Regions from separate parts of the Mus musculus genome. Here region 1 is linked to region 2. A link is a contact called in public Hi-C data. All regions are on one chromosome and are shown on one strand. Each heading gives the region's core, a stretch centred on a gene start, on an enhancer-like site or on the middle of the called end of the contact. The rest is flanking DNA. Distances are from core to core; before and after follow the strand shown.

Region 1 (2,700 bases), core at 25-2,524, 750 kb before region 2:
TGGAAAGTTACTCAATATCGTATTGCTGGTGGCTAATCCAGAGAGATACGTGAGTTTGATATCCAAGCTTGGCACACATGCTTAGAATAAACACACATGGCAAATGCATTCAGTCAATAGTGTGTGTTTTCTTTTAATTGAAAATATACTCTTTCCCATACCATATATTTAGCTTACAATTTACCCTTCTTCTCCTAGATCCACCCCACCTCCCCATCCATACAACTCCATGCCTTCTTCCTTCTTTGATTTATAAAACAGGCAAATAAAAGGATAAGCCAGGACAGAGACAAATAAATGTTAGAGTAAAAGAAAAAGCACAAAGAAGCATATGTGCACACACAGAGACATAGCACTCATAAAACCTTAGGTCAGTCTATCTATCTATCTATCTATCTATCTATCTATCTATCTATCTATCTATCTATCTATCTATCCATCCATCCATCCATCCATCCATCCATCCATGCATCCACCCACCCACCCACCCACCCATCCATTTTTCAAGACAGGGTTTCTCTGTGTTGCCCTGGCTGTCTTGGCACTCACTACGTTGACCAGGCTGGCCTCAAACCTGGAGATCCATCTGTCTTTGCCTCACAAGTACTGGGATTAAAGGCACCACCACATAGCAAGACTGTTTTTAATAATAACTTAAACCTAGTGAAAAAGGACTAAAGAAGAAAAATTTTATTTTAATTGAATAAAATTATTGTAAAATGTAAAACACTTGAAAACTGTTATGTCTTAAAGTCACTATTTTATTGAGACTCTAACACAAGTATAGAGAAAGAAGCACAAAATTAGAAAAACGTTCCCATCTCCTGATTGAGACAGCTTAGCATACTTAGCATGCTTAGATTTCTTTAAAATGAATTCAAGTTGTTTGTTTAATTTCAGGAAATTGTTTTCAATTATTAAGCTTTAAAATTCTGGATGTCAGAGTTTAAGAAAGAAAAAAAGATGCAAATATATGAGAGAGAATTCTAACAAGTTGTCTGACTGAAGGAGTCTGGCTGCCAGAGGAGCTAAATTTTGGATGCATTAATTTGCGAATCTGGATGTGTCATGTTCAAAGTTTTATGCACCAAAGATTTTCACAAGCTGGAGTCACACTTCAATTTGTTCCTCGTTTATCATGCAATAATTATTAGTTTTATGCATTCCCATAAAAAGAAAGCAATTAAGTGAAATCAGCGGCTATGTGCTTGCACCCCACGCTTCCAGTTCTCTTCCTTGCCATCTTTCCTGGTGTGAAGTTTGCCAGTAGAGCGAGGAAAGGAGAAAGCTGAATTTATAAGCTTGGCAGAAGTGTTTTCGATACCACACTGAAGGGAAAAGGAAGCCAACAATTCCTTTACTCGGGCTTTTAAACATCCTCTCTGTAATATATACGGAGGCTTGCTAAAATCAAATTGCAGATTCTTCCTGGTAAATCCACTGGGCATTTATAAGACCACCTATGTTCCACTGATTATCAGTACGGATACATATTTCCAGACATTAATTGAATTAGCAACAGAGGGCTTCACTCCAATTGATTATCATTATGTCTAGCGCTAACATGGCTGACATTTGGTACTATTGCTATATTTAGAAGCCATCAAATGTCAGGGGTCTATTATAACTTAGGTCTGATTGCCCAGAGTTGCTTTATACAGTATCAGGTATACTTCCCCAATTCTACCCTAACCCGGTTTACTGATGGGTTTTCTTGCTGTCAGTTATGTCTGCACCATTTTTACTGTGGGGATAACAAAAACAAAGCAATAGAAAGACACTCCCAACATCTGCCATGTGTCTTGTGGTTAGTTTCTTAATCCCCAGTTTTCTGTGTCGCTGGCTTGTGTATATGTGTAGTGTGTGTCCTTGTGTCCTTAATGAGCATGAACATGCATGGAGAGAGCAAAGGTTGAATCTGGTCTCTTCCCTCATTGCTTTCCATGTTATTTATCAGGTCAAAGTGTCTTGGTTAATCAGGAGCATCCCAATACAGGCTAGGCTAGGTACCCAACCTCCCCCGGGGTCCTCTGTCACTGCCTCCTGAGTGCGGGGACTGCAGGGGGCTTTTACATGGGTCCTGAGGATCCACACTCTGGTCCTTACATTTGCAGGGATGCTTTTTACACTGAGCGTCTCCACATCTTTAAATCTATAAAATGAGGGCATCGTACTTGTTGGAACCAGCTCAGGAGCACCCAGTGGATACTGAGATGAAACAGTAGTCACGGATGTGCTTAGGGAACTCCCAAAGGCCAGACATTCTCATGTACTCTACAAAAGCTCATATGTCAATCAGAGCTGGAAATATAAGATTTCATTAAACCACTTTCATAGGTCCAGGCCCAGAAAACAAATCCACAGAGGGTTCACCAATGGGTGTAACATACTAATGGAACGCTTTAGTTTGTATCAACACATATGGCCCATTGATAGGTAAAATCTAAACCTACAGATTGTAAGGCAGATTTCAAAACAGTGTCTAATACCTTACACTGGAATTATGCAAGAGACATATCAGGCTCTAGTAGAGAGAGTGCAAGAATTGGAACAGTGTAATGAAGTGAGTCATGGATTGTCACTCTAGTTACAGAGTGGTTCACGTATGAAAAATGTATATGTGTAATCAACGAACATCCAAGTAAATATGTCAATTGACATCTATTTTCAAGGGCTTTAAAGAGCTGTCTATTGAAAATG
Region 2 (2,700 bases), core at 113-2,612:
CTCTTTGCTTTTGGAGGCAGGTAGCTGGACCATTAAGGAGCCTGGATAGAGGATATGGAGAAGAGTGTGAAATGTAGGCTGCCTGGGGGGTCGGGGGGGGGGGAGAAGAATGGGAGGGCCCCAAGCTGATGCACTCACTGACAAATTGTGCAACTTGTCTGGACAAAAGAAAGAATGGAACTAAGTAGTTTTACTCAGTGGCCTCAGTTCCAACCAGGACATTTTGCTCAGAACTAAGACTCCGTGTGTGTGTTTGTGTGTGTGTATGTGTGTTTGTGAGTGAGTGTGTATGCTATTTCCACCTCTCTGATATTCTTGTAGTATTGAGTACAGTCTGTTGTCCAGGTATTTCTTAAAGAATTTAGATATAGCATTATTCTGTTAAAGCTTTTTGCAAAAATTAAACATTAGAAGATGAGCTATGGTTTATGAACCCATTGTAAGTTTTGTTTGTACACTACAATATTTTTCTTTTGTCATTTTTACTTACATGTCATATCTTTGGCTAAATATTAGGGTCCACAATCTACATGACTCATTTAAATGGATTAGAAGAATCCCCTATCTTTCACCCCCTCTGTGTGTGTGTGTGTGTGTGTGTGTGAGAGAGAGAGAGAGAGAGAGAGAGAGAGAGACAGAGAGACAGAGAGACAGAGAGACAGAGAGAGACAGAGAGACAGAGAGACAGAGAGACAGAGACAGAGAGAAATAGAGACAGACAGAAAAACAGACAGAAACATAGACAGACACACAGACATCAGACTGTGTATGATATAAAGAACCTATAATGATTTTTAATTCAGTGGTTGAAGTCCTTTGTCTTCTACATAAATACTTCTCAGCACTAGATATAAATTCAAACAAAGAAACTAAAATGAATGCATCATTATATATGCAGTTTAATATTACAGATGACACACTCACTGGATTTTTATTGAATCTAAAGAAAAGAATCTCATCATGTCTACATTTTTTAATGTACCCCCTCTGTAAAACAAGTGTTTTACTATTTGACAAAATTCTAAGGACTGGACCTATACACTTTACAATATTTCCACATCGAATGTTGCAAAGACATGAATCTATGAAGCTCAAATAAATGTTTGGCCAATGTTATGCTTTCAATTTTAAAATAGGTTTGATTTGGAGAGGTTGATCTGGCCAATAAAACACAAATTTCCACAAGCCTTCTGTGCTGAGTTTCTTTTCTTAACAGAGCCTGAAGTGGGCAGACTTCATGGCTCATAGCAGCATGCATGCAGTCAACACAAGAGCCTGAAAAATCGTCCAAAGCAGCCCTCATGTATTATTAAAGCCAGCCCAGCTTCCTGCACTGCTGAACAATGCTGAGTGTCCTCTACCAACAAATTCAATCCGCAGGCTGTCTGAATGTTCGCCAAGGCTCTGCATTGCCTGCACATGGCAGATATAATTGGTAAAATGAATGAAGAATTTCCTATTCTTACTAGGCAGTAGTCCAGATAGGAGATAAGAATAACTTCAATAGCTGAGCTAGCATGTGAAAAGGGCTCTGCTTTTCATATAACACTTATTGTGAAGATGCAAATTTCCCCTCAACCAGCAAGGCTCTCTGTGGCTGTTCACACACATTCCTTTAACTGTTAAGAGTTTGTGTCTTCAGTGGCTTATTTTTTGAGTTTTTTTTTCAAATTCCATTTGAGATAGTCTAATAACCTCTTGGAATTTTCCAATCATATAGATGGACAAATATTTACAAAATATCATTAGTGCTATATTATTTACACACGCAAAATGATATATAAAAAAACTTAGATTCAGTGCTCACTGGAATGATGCCCAGCTTAATGAAAGTTAATACAGTTATTGCCTTGAAATGTTTTAAGTGTGGAATGTTCCCTCTAAAGGATGTGTAAAATTTTATAAATCATCTCTGGCTAAGAGGTATGTAATTTTTTTTTTTAGAACTTCAAACGTGAGAAATTGTATGAAAATTACTCCTCTTCTCTTTCAACCTCTTGTGTCTCCTACCAAATTAATAATTCCTTCTTTAAATATTATTACATGTTAGCCATAATGATACATCAAACACACACACACACACACACACACACACATACACACACGTGAGTCTATTTCGTGTCACTGTTAGGTACATGTGTTCAGGATTCCCACTTGGAATAGATAAGGCAACCTCTGGGCCAACTCATCCCTACAGGAAGCTGTTGGTCTTTTCTCAGAAACCATTAATTTATACATGATTAATTGATGAGTGTAGCACTTAATACTCTTCCAAAGTCTTCCTTTTGCCAAAGGTGGAGACTATTCCAGAGATACAAAACTGGTCAGAATAAGTGACTGTGGAGTGGCCAACACCAAGTGACACATTTCCAAAAACAAGTTTGACATCTAGGCCTGACAAGAACCCAAGGAGTTGAAGGAGTTTGCAGCCCAGTAGGAGGAACTTCAAACGTGAACAAAACAGTACCCCCAGAACTCCCTGGGACTAAACAACCTACCAAAGAAAACACATGGTGGAACTCATGGCTGCAGCTCCATATGTAGCAGAGGATGGTCTAGTTGGTCATCAATAAGGTATGAAGGCTCTATTCCCAAGTACAGGAGAATGCCAGGGCCAGGAAGCAGGAGTGGGTGGGTTGATGAGCAGGGAGAGGAGGGAAGCAATGGGGGGTGTTTCGGAGGGGAAACTAGGAAAGGGGA

Evidence for each region. Hi-C and Micro-C count contacts between places; a contact is called where the count stands out from the background.
Region 1: a Hi-C map of cortical neurons shows a contact between it and region 2, with 5 times the contacts expected there. The contact joins two enhancer-like sites. A contact is called at or near these places in 1 of 15 datasets of contacts at CTCF or cohesin (pro-B cells), 84 of 484 Hi-C or Micro-C datasets (3T3-L1-derived adipocytes, the AML12 cell line, the AtT-20 cell line and 53 more), 3 of 115 datasets of contacts at active chromatin or transcription factors (astrocytes, embryonic basal ganglia and embryonic hindbrain) and 1 of 9 other capture datasets (adipose tissue).

Annotation. Positions count from the first base shown.
Region 1 is chr16:72,966,180-72,968,879 of GRCm38.p6, reverse strand. The region is part of intron 8 of Robo1 (roundabout guidance receptor 1); the gene reads right to left. Among named protein-coding and RNA genes, the nearest start is that of Gm52247, 8.0 kb to the right of the region's middle. Within about 2 kb of position 1,274, at least 1 of the 459 cell types and tissues checked has an H3K27ac peak or open chromatin away from gene starts, as enhancers often do. A contact at or near this core is called in cortical neurons, where this site is marked.
Region 2 is chr16:72,220,958-72,223,657 of GRCm38.p6, reverse strand. It overlaps a transcript of Robo1 not described here. Among named protein-coding and RNA genes, the nearest start is that of 8030451O07Rik, 12 kb to the left of the region's middle. Within about 2 kb of position 1,362, at least 26 of the 459 cell types and tissues checked have an H3K27ac peak or open chromatin away from gene starts, as enhancers often do. A contact at or near this core is called in cortical neurons, where this site is marked.